Linked DNA regions of Hordeum vulgare: all the other regions are linked to region 1. A link is a contact called in public Hi-C data. All regions are on one chromosome and are shown on one strand. The core of a region is the stretch at or near the end of the contact, and the rest is flanking DNA. Distances in the headings are between cores, read along the strand shown. Region 1 has its middle 17 kb from the start of LOC123395320. Region 2 has its middle 79 kb from the start of LOC123396703. Region 3 holds the start of LOC123398676 (nuclear pore complex protein NUP62-like).

Evidence for each region. A called contact is a pair of places that touch in the nucleus more often than the background predicts.
Region 2: a contact with region 1 is called in a Hi-C map of seedling, with 5 times the contacts expected there. The contact joins two enhancer-like sites. A contact is called at or near these places in 4 of 6 Hi-C or Micro-C datasets (leaf and seedling).
Region 3: a Hi-C map of seedling shows a contact between it and region 1, with 3 times the contacts expected there. The contact joins the promoter of LOC123398676 here to the enhancer-like site in region 1. A contact is called at or near these places in 6 of 6 Hi-C or Micro-C datasets (leaf, seedling and an unstated tissue) and 1 of 1 datasets of contacts at active chromatin or transcription factors (embryo).

What each region holds. Positions count from the first base shown.
Region 1 is chr5H:407,087,962-407,090,557 of MorexV3_pseudomolecules_assembly, forward strand. No RefSeq gene overlaps it. Among protein-coding and RNA genes, the nearest start is that of LOC123395320, 17 kb to the left of the region's middle. Within about 2 kb of position 1,305, at least 2 of the 3 cell types and tissues checked have open chromatin away from gene starts, as enhancers often do. A contact at or near this core is called in leaf and seedling, where this site is marked.
Region 2 is chr5H:407,492,127-407,494,722 of MorexV3_pseudomolecules_assembly, forward strand. No RefSeq gene overlaps it. Among protein-coding and RNA genes, the nearest start is that of LOC123396703, 79 kb to the right of the region's middle. Within about 2 kb of position 1,310, at least 3 of the 3 cell types and tissues checked have open chromatin away from gene starts, as enhancers often do. A contact at or near this core is called in leaf and seedling, where this site is marked.
Region 3 is chr5H:407,347,059-407,349,654 of MorexV3_pseudomolecules_assembly, forward strand. It overlaps LOC123398676 (nuclear pore complex protein NUP62-like), which reads right to left and starts at 1,277. Exons shown (of 1, transcript XM_045093123.1): 1 at 1-1,277. The coding sequence starts at 1,158.

The DNA of each region.
Region 1 (2,596 bases), core at 55-2,554:
TAAATTCATGAACATTTATGAAATTTATGAATATGTTTCAAGCTCACGAACATTTTTAAAGTCTATGAATATTTTTAAATTTGCGAATCTTTCCTAAATTCAAGACCATTGTTTGTGATCCAAGAATATTTTTTAAATTCATGCCCTCTCCCCTCAAAAGACTAAACGCAATCCCGGATCCGCTAACACCAGCGTTTTCGACCCACATGCGTTAACAGGCCCAACCGGAGAACAACACCGACTTATGACAGGCCTTGGGCCCTCTCCCTTCAAAAAACTAGCGTGTTAGGAGGGGGGCACCCTCACCCATATAAGTCGTGTTATGTCTTCTCCCACAACCGACGTGGAACTAAACCCAACAGAAGGCAAGCTGAGCGAGCAAGAGTTTCATTAGCCGGCCCATATATGAGCGTTATAGCAACAATTTCATTGTTTTAGCGTGGCACATAAGTTTTCAAGGGGCTCCCACAACCAACTCTGACACACTAGTATTGGCGTGTTGTTTGTTTAGCGTTCAACCGGTGACATCGGAGATTGGACAATCACAGAATATATGTTGAATGGTTCCTCCCGATGAAAACAAAAGTTGCATCCCGTCTCTCCCGCCACTCATGTTTAGTCAAATGTTTTTATTCATCTAGTGGAGTTTTTTCTTTTCATCGGCCTTTTCACTCTCAGTGTTTCTTCGGTTAATCTCCACCACAAGGGGATTGGAGGGGTTTGAGGTGGATTTTGACTTGCTCGGGATTTAATCCCTTTCAATCTTTTTCAAACCCCTTGAAATCCTATGAAACCGAACAAGGCCTCAGGGGTTTAGCTTGTGTTTCATTGCAAGAACCAAGCCGATATCCATCGTGTTGTTTGGTTGTGGAGAATATAAAACCTTTCCAGATTTTGTTTGACCGAGGGAAGAGAATGGAATATGGAATATGACCGGAAAATCTTTCCATTTATCATCTCGTGGCACAGCGGCCGATCGCACGTCTGGGAGCCCTTCGCGCGCTGTGGCCGACGCGCGGACGTTCGCGCTCGATGATCTGCGAACCTGATTTGGTTCCCCCCAACCAAGCGCTACTAGTCTACTTACCTTAACACAAGTGGAGCACTGGAGCGTGCATGCATGCATGCATGCACAGGTCACCATTTTGCCTCCCGGGGAAGAGCACGGCGACAACTAGTACCACTACTCCAACCGGAAGTCGATCCAATTTTTAATGTCGTTAAGCTTTCAACGATAACCAGTCTCACTGTACACGAAAATGACCTACACTGACACGGACCTGCCACGATGGCGCGCACAGTTTGGTTGTTGACGAGCTACACGCCTACGGCCACCTACCCACGGCCACGAAGCACAGATCGGTTCCTCTCTTGCTGGTGGCAGCGTCGCATTCACGAGAACGCATGACCTCACCGCGTAGGCGCGTACGTACCATCTTCCTGCTACAATGATATTGATGCATGCGTCGCGAAGGATCATCTGCGTATAGCGCGAGAAAGCTACGGTCTGCAAGCTCGCAATCGCAAACTCCGTGTGAGGAAGCGTGATTTGCGCACGGCCGAATCTGCAGAGGGCGTACGAACAAGGAGGGAGAGAGCGACTCCGCTGCATTCTTCTTGCGGGGGGAGATTCTGCTGCATTCGGCATGGAGACAGCAACAGAAGCTCGTATACGCTTTTTTCTTTATATAAGGAGGATCAGATCAGACACGTGGTGAGAGCATCTACATCATTCGGCCACTTATACGTTCATGGATGTGTCGGGACACATCCGTCGAGGTAGACAACCCACCTCTCATGTATCAAGCCTTGTAGTTACATCTATCTTCACAAACATCACTCACTGAGGATAGATGCCATTGGTAATATAGTATCCCATATCGTATTCAAGATCATTGATAGTGTCATTGCATGGCGACATTTTTTATTACAAAGCCTATTAAACACGGGAGATCGTTGAAGCATGTTGATGTTAATATAAAAACTCAACATTTAAAAAAAAGCATGCAAAATCTACAAGTCATGTGATGTCATTGCTTCCGGTATGATGGTGACCTCTTTGGTGTGACCTTGATATACATACCCAATAAGCCTTTTGGATAGTTTTTTCATTGTTAATGGATGCAATCGATTGATCCGAGTATTTCTCGAGACCGCATGGTCTCTCCAATAACCAACAACTACTTTGTGTCCTGCACATTTGTTTTTCCCGAATACTCTGCTCCACACACCCGCATCATGACTCGGGCAAACCCGATAGTAGTCTTTGGACATGTGCTCTCCCACATTCAAACCATCTCAGCAACAACATCTATGGCAGTACCAAGTGCAAGCATTCTCAGTGCAGGCGTGCATTCCTGCTTAGCAGAGAAATAAAGTTGACCGCAACAGTCCCTTGTGAGTTTGAAGTAGTCATCGTGTGCATCCACTCCCTTCACAATGCGCAAAAGCAATGATCTGCGCATACGAAAACGACAACGAAACCATGGATCATCCGAAAAAGTTGGGTTCGGAGTAAAGTAGTCCTTGTGCAGTAGTGCTAATTGTGATGGCATTGTGATTTTTCTCGAAGAGGGAGGGTGATGTAGTAAAGTAG
Region 2 (2,596 bases), core at 60-2,559, 400 kb after region 1:
CATGCTTTCAAAAATTGTTTGCACTTCCAAATATGTTCACGATTTTTAAAATTCGTTCTTCAATTTCAAAAAATGATTTCGCTTCAAATACAAACAGAAAAGTAGAAAATAAAAATAAACAAACAAAAAAAGGAAATTAAACAGAAAAGGAAAACATAAAATAAAAAAAGAAACAAAACTGGGGAGCCAATCGGGACGCCCGTTCTGTGCGGCAGAGGTCCCTACCGCGGAAAACCTATTTGCCGCATGGTGCAGCAAATTGCTGCGGCGTTGCACAAGTAGAACGCGAGCGAAGACGATCTAGGCCGGCCTATTTTTAACAGTTGCGGGATTACTGGTTTCTGGAAACTTCTAGACTTTTTAAGCTGGTTTTTTTCGATTTTGCGAACTTTCTAGAAGATTCCCTGAACCAGTTTTTTCTTTTTTCTTTTCTGTTTCGGTTTGAAAAATATTCTTGATTTTGAAAAAATGTTCCAGAATTTGAAAAATGCTCAAAAATTTGAAAAAATGTTCCAAAATTTGAAAAAATGTCCCAAAATTTGAACAAATGTTCCGGACTTTGAAAAAATGACTTGAAATTTAGAAAATGTTCCCAAATTTGAAACAATGTTCTGGAATTTGATACAATTGTTCCAGAATTTGAAAAAATGTTCCGGAATTCGCAAAAATGGCGTGAAATTTGAAAAAAAATGCTCCGGAATTTGGAAAAATGTTCTTAAATTTTCATCAAAATGTTTCATATTTTTCAAACAATTGTTCCGGTATTTGAAAAAATGTTCTGGAATTTGAAAAATATTCCGGAATTGGAAAAAATGATCCGGAATTTGAGAAAATGTCTCCAGAATTTGAAAAAATGTTACGCCATTTGAAAAATGTTCTTCATTTTCTAAATTTTTTTGCCTTTTGAAAAAATGTTAGTGTTTCAAAAAGTGTACATATGTTGAAAAAATGTTCTCGATTTAAAAAATATTTACAAATTTCAGAAAATGATCTTTTCTAAAAATAATTGTTCTAAGTTTTTTAAATGCTCCTGTTTTCAAAAATATTTGTGTTCTTATAAATTCTTGCGAAAGTTAAAAATATTTATATTTATAAACTTTATTTATAAATACAAATGCTCTTAAAGTTTCATAAATTAAAAAAACTAAAATGTAACCTTTAAAAAAAGTGAAACACAGAAAAAAATAAGGAAGAAGAGAAAAAACAAATAAAATGGAAAATAAATAAAAAGAAGGAAAAAACGAAGGCGGTTAACTGGCCGACCTAGTCGCTTTGCTAGCAACGGCGGCCCAGTTGCTTCGTCCCTCCTGTGCGAAGCCATCGCTATTGGATGCAAAATGCGTCGAGTAGGAGGTACCGGGAGCTCCTATTGCGCGCCTTCAGTGGCCGGGAACGCAACCGGCGCCGACAGCTGCGTCTAGTTGGGCCGGCCCGAGAATAAGCGCCGCCACATATGAAAATCAATTGTGTAATTTATAAAAGAGTTCATAAAACTACAAAAAAGTTTATAATTTCTAAAAAATAAGTTCATCGATTTTGGAAAAATCTTCATTCATTTTTAAAAATAGTTCACAATAAAAACAGTTCAGTAATTTTAGGAAAAGTTCATCGATCATGGAAAAAATTTATCGAATCCGAAAAAAGTTCATCGATGTTGGAAAAAAGATCATCGATCCAAAAAAAGTTCATCAAATTAAAAAAAAAAATCATCTATGATGGAAAAAAGATCATTGATCCGAAAAAAGTTCATCAAATTTTAAAAAATATATAAATTTTGAAAAAAGTTACCGTATTTGAAAAACAGCTCAGTGATTTTGAAAAACATTCATCAAATTTTCAAAAAGTAATGTATTTTGAAAAAAAATCATCAAATTTGAAAAAATGGTCAGTGATTTTCAAAAACGTTCATAGAATTTTAAAAATATTAACGGATTTTGAAAATCGTTTATCATTTTTTTTAAAGTTCACTGATTTTGAAAAACATTCGTCAAATTTAAAAATACTTAACTGCTTTTAAAAAGATCATGGAATTTAGAAAAAGTTCATAAATTTTTTCAAAAGGTTTATTAAAAATTTTAAAAGTTCATCCAGTTTGAAAAAGAAAATTACCGATTTTAAATAAAAAATCATTTTTTCTAAAAAAACATCTATTTTGAAAAAAAAAATCATTAGTTTTTTTTAAAACCAGTTCATTCAATTTAGAAAAAAAAACATCCGAGAAAGAAATTAAAATGAAAAATAGGGGCAAAGATATAACAAGAAAAGGTTGGAAAGATGAAACTGAACAAGTGAGGTGAACGGAGCCGGTCGGTTTTGTGTAGCGAGCGCATTGTGCCCTCGGTGAAGAGGTCACAAGTTTGAATTGTAGAGCTTGCACATTTTTTGGATCTTAGAAAACAGAAGAAAGAAGATAGAATGGGCCGAGCCCAACTAACCCTACTGCACGCCACCGGTTAACAGAAACGGGAAGAAACCGGCGCCTCGAGCGCTGAATAGGAAATGCCGGAGACCCCCTGCCGCAGTGAGCGACAGGTAGGAGCTCCCCAACCCCTCCCCCTTAAATCTGAGAATGGTTGGGTACCTGAACTGTACCTCA
Region 3 (2,596 bases), core at 27-2,526, 260 kb after region 1:
GATGCCCATGTTCGACGACGGTCCAGGAGGTGTTGACGAGGACGGCGACGTGAAGGGTGCGAAAGGCGAGGTTGCCGTCTGGAGCTTCTGCGCGAAAGGGCGGAGGAGGTACGGCGGCAGCGAGGAGGCTGGATCGCCGGCTGCACCCGCGGCGGAGCGGAGGGCGGAGGACGAGAAGATGTGGTCGAAGCGGGAGTTGAAAGACGCACCGGGGCCTCCTGCGCCGGCAGCGAAGGGCGGATTAGGGATGCCGGTGAACTCCTGCACCATGGCGCGGAAGTTGGAGGTGTCGGTGGTGAGCACCGTGGTGGGTGCACGCCGCGACGCGCGCGCCCGCTTCCGCGACCCCCTGGGCGGCGCCGCCGCAGCCGCAGCAGACGGATCAGGCGCCTGATGCGCGCTCGCGCCCATGCCGGCGTCGGGCGGCGCGACACGCGTCGACGAGGAGGCCGGCCCCGCCATGAACTGCGCCGACCAGGACGCCTGCTGCTGCTGGTGGTGGTGCTGCTGGTGCTGGAGCTGCTGCTGTTGCTGCTGTGGCGAGGCGGAGGTGAAATCCTGCAGGCCGTAGAGCGATCCGTGCATCGAGAAGGCCCCGGCCGACGAGGGCGAGGGCGTGGGGCGGAGCAGCGCGGAGAGCGGCGAGGAGTCGACGCCGCCTCCCCGCGAGTCGAAGTCGTCGTCGCCGCCGCTGGACGACTGGAGGCTGCCGCTGTTGCCGGAGTCCATGGCGGCCGACAGGAGCAGTCCTTCTCCCTCCCTCCCGCACGCGCTGCCGCTGGTGCAACCCTCCAAGAAAGCGAGGCCAACTACCACCACCAAACCGCTCACTGACCACAAGTGGCTAAAAAGAGCGGATCTTCCATTCCGCAAGCGCCCAGCCCTGACTGCGCGCGTGATCCAGCCGGAAGATCGAAGGTGGAGGGAGGAGAGAAGAGAAGAGAAGCTTTGGTGTGAACTGGCGGCGTGGTATAAAAGGGGGCGGGGGCGGGGGAGCGGGCTGCTGGTGCTGATTCGGCGCACGTTCCACCCACCCCCGACGCGAGGAAGGAGGAAGGGGACGGAGGTTTGTTGCTGTGTGTGTGTGGGAATGCGACTCGGCTGGCTCTGCGCGTCTGTGCGGTGTTGGTTTGGTGAACTACATTGTTCCGCGTCCATAATTAGTCACCGGGAAAAAGGAAAACCTGCGTGCGCCGCAGCTGACGCACGCTCGACACTTGCCCGCAGCGAGCGATCTAGAGGTTTTGTCTCCACGAAACTAATACTCTCTTCATAACTAGGGCCTCTCAAAAGGTAAGAATAACAAAAACCATAAGAATAGAGTTTCTGGCGGAGCTCCTGCGTAGATTTATGTCGTCTCCTTGGTGTGACGAGGTTAATGTTTCTTGTCGTGTGATGAGATCTGGTGTCATATGCTTTATATCTGTTCAAAGACTCAAAGACGATGAATGTCGGTGTTAAAACCGGCTAATTTCGAGTAAGGGGTCCGAATTGCGAATCTATGGTTGAGGGATAACAAGAGACAATGAAGAGGTGTTTTACGCAAGTTCGGACCCTCTTGATTGAGATAAAACCATATGTCCTACTCTTGTTGTTATTGATGGAATAGTAGAGAGTACATAGTTGATCTACTCCGAGATCGGATGTTGTGGTCTAAACCCTAACCGTGATGAGCTTGATCTCTCCTATGAACTCGAGCCCCATGGCTTATGTAGATACCTGTAGGGGATCGTAGTAATAATTCAAAAAATCTCCTACGTCACACCAAGATCAAACTAGGAGAAACCAGCAACCAGAGAGGTAGAACATCTTCATACCATTGAAGATCGCAAAGCGGAAGCGTTACTATGAACGCGGTTGATGAAGTCGTACTCGCGGCGATCCAATCCAAACACCGAACATTCGGTGTCTCCGCCTTCAACACACCTGCAGCCCGGTGACGTCTCCTCCTTGATCCAGCAAGGAGGGAGGAGAAGTTCAGGGAGAATCCCGGCAGCACGACGGCGTGGTGGCGATGGAGTTTGTGACTCTCCGGCAGGGCTTCACCAAGCACCACGGAGGAGGAGAGGTGGAGAGGTAGCACTGCGCCGAGGGAGAGAGAGACGGGGTGTGTGCAACCCTCCCAATACCTCCACTATATATAGGAGGGACGGTGAGGGAGTGCGGCCACCCTAGGGAAACCCTAGGTGGTGCGGCAGCCCTAGGGTTTGGCCCCTGTGCACCTTGGGCCTCCTCCCTTGCTCACACCAGCCCACCAGGGGTTGGTTCCCTCCCCCTTTCAACCCATGTAGCCCTCCGGGATAGGTGGACCCTCCCGATGGACCTCCGGTACCCTTTCGATGGTCCCGGTACAACATCGATAAATCCCAAAACCTTTCCGGTGGCCGAAAACGGACTTCCCATATATAAGTCTTTACCTCTGGACCATTCCGGAACTCCTCCTGACGTCCGGGATCTCATCTGGGACTCCTAACAACCTTAGGTAACCACATATACAATTCCCATAACAACTCTAGCGTCAACGAACCTTAAGTGTGTAGACCCTACGTGTTCGGGAACCATGTAGACATGACCGAGACATTTCTTCGGCCAATAA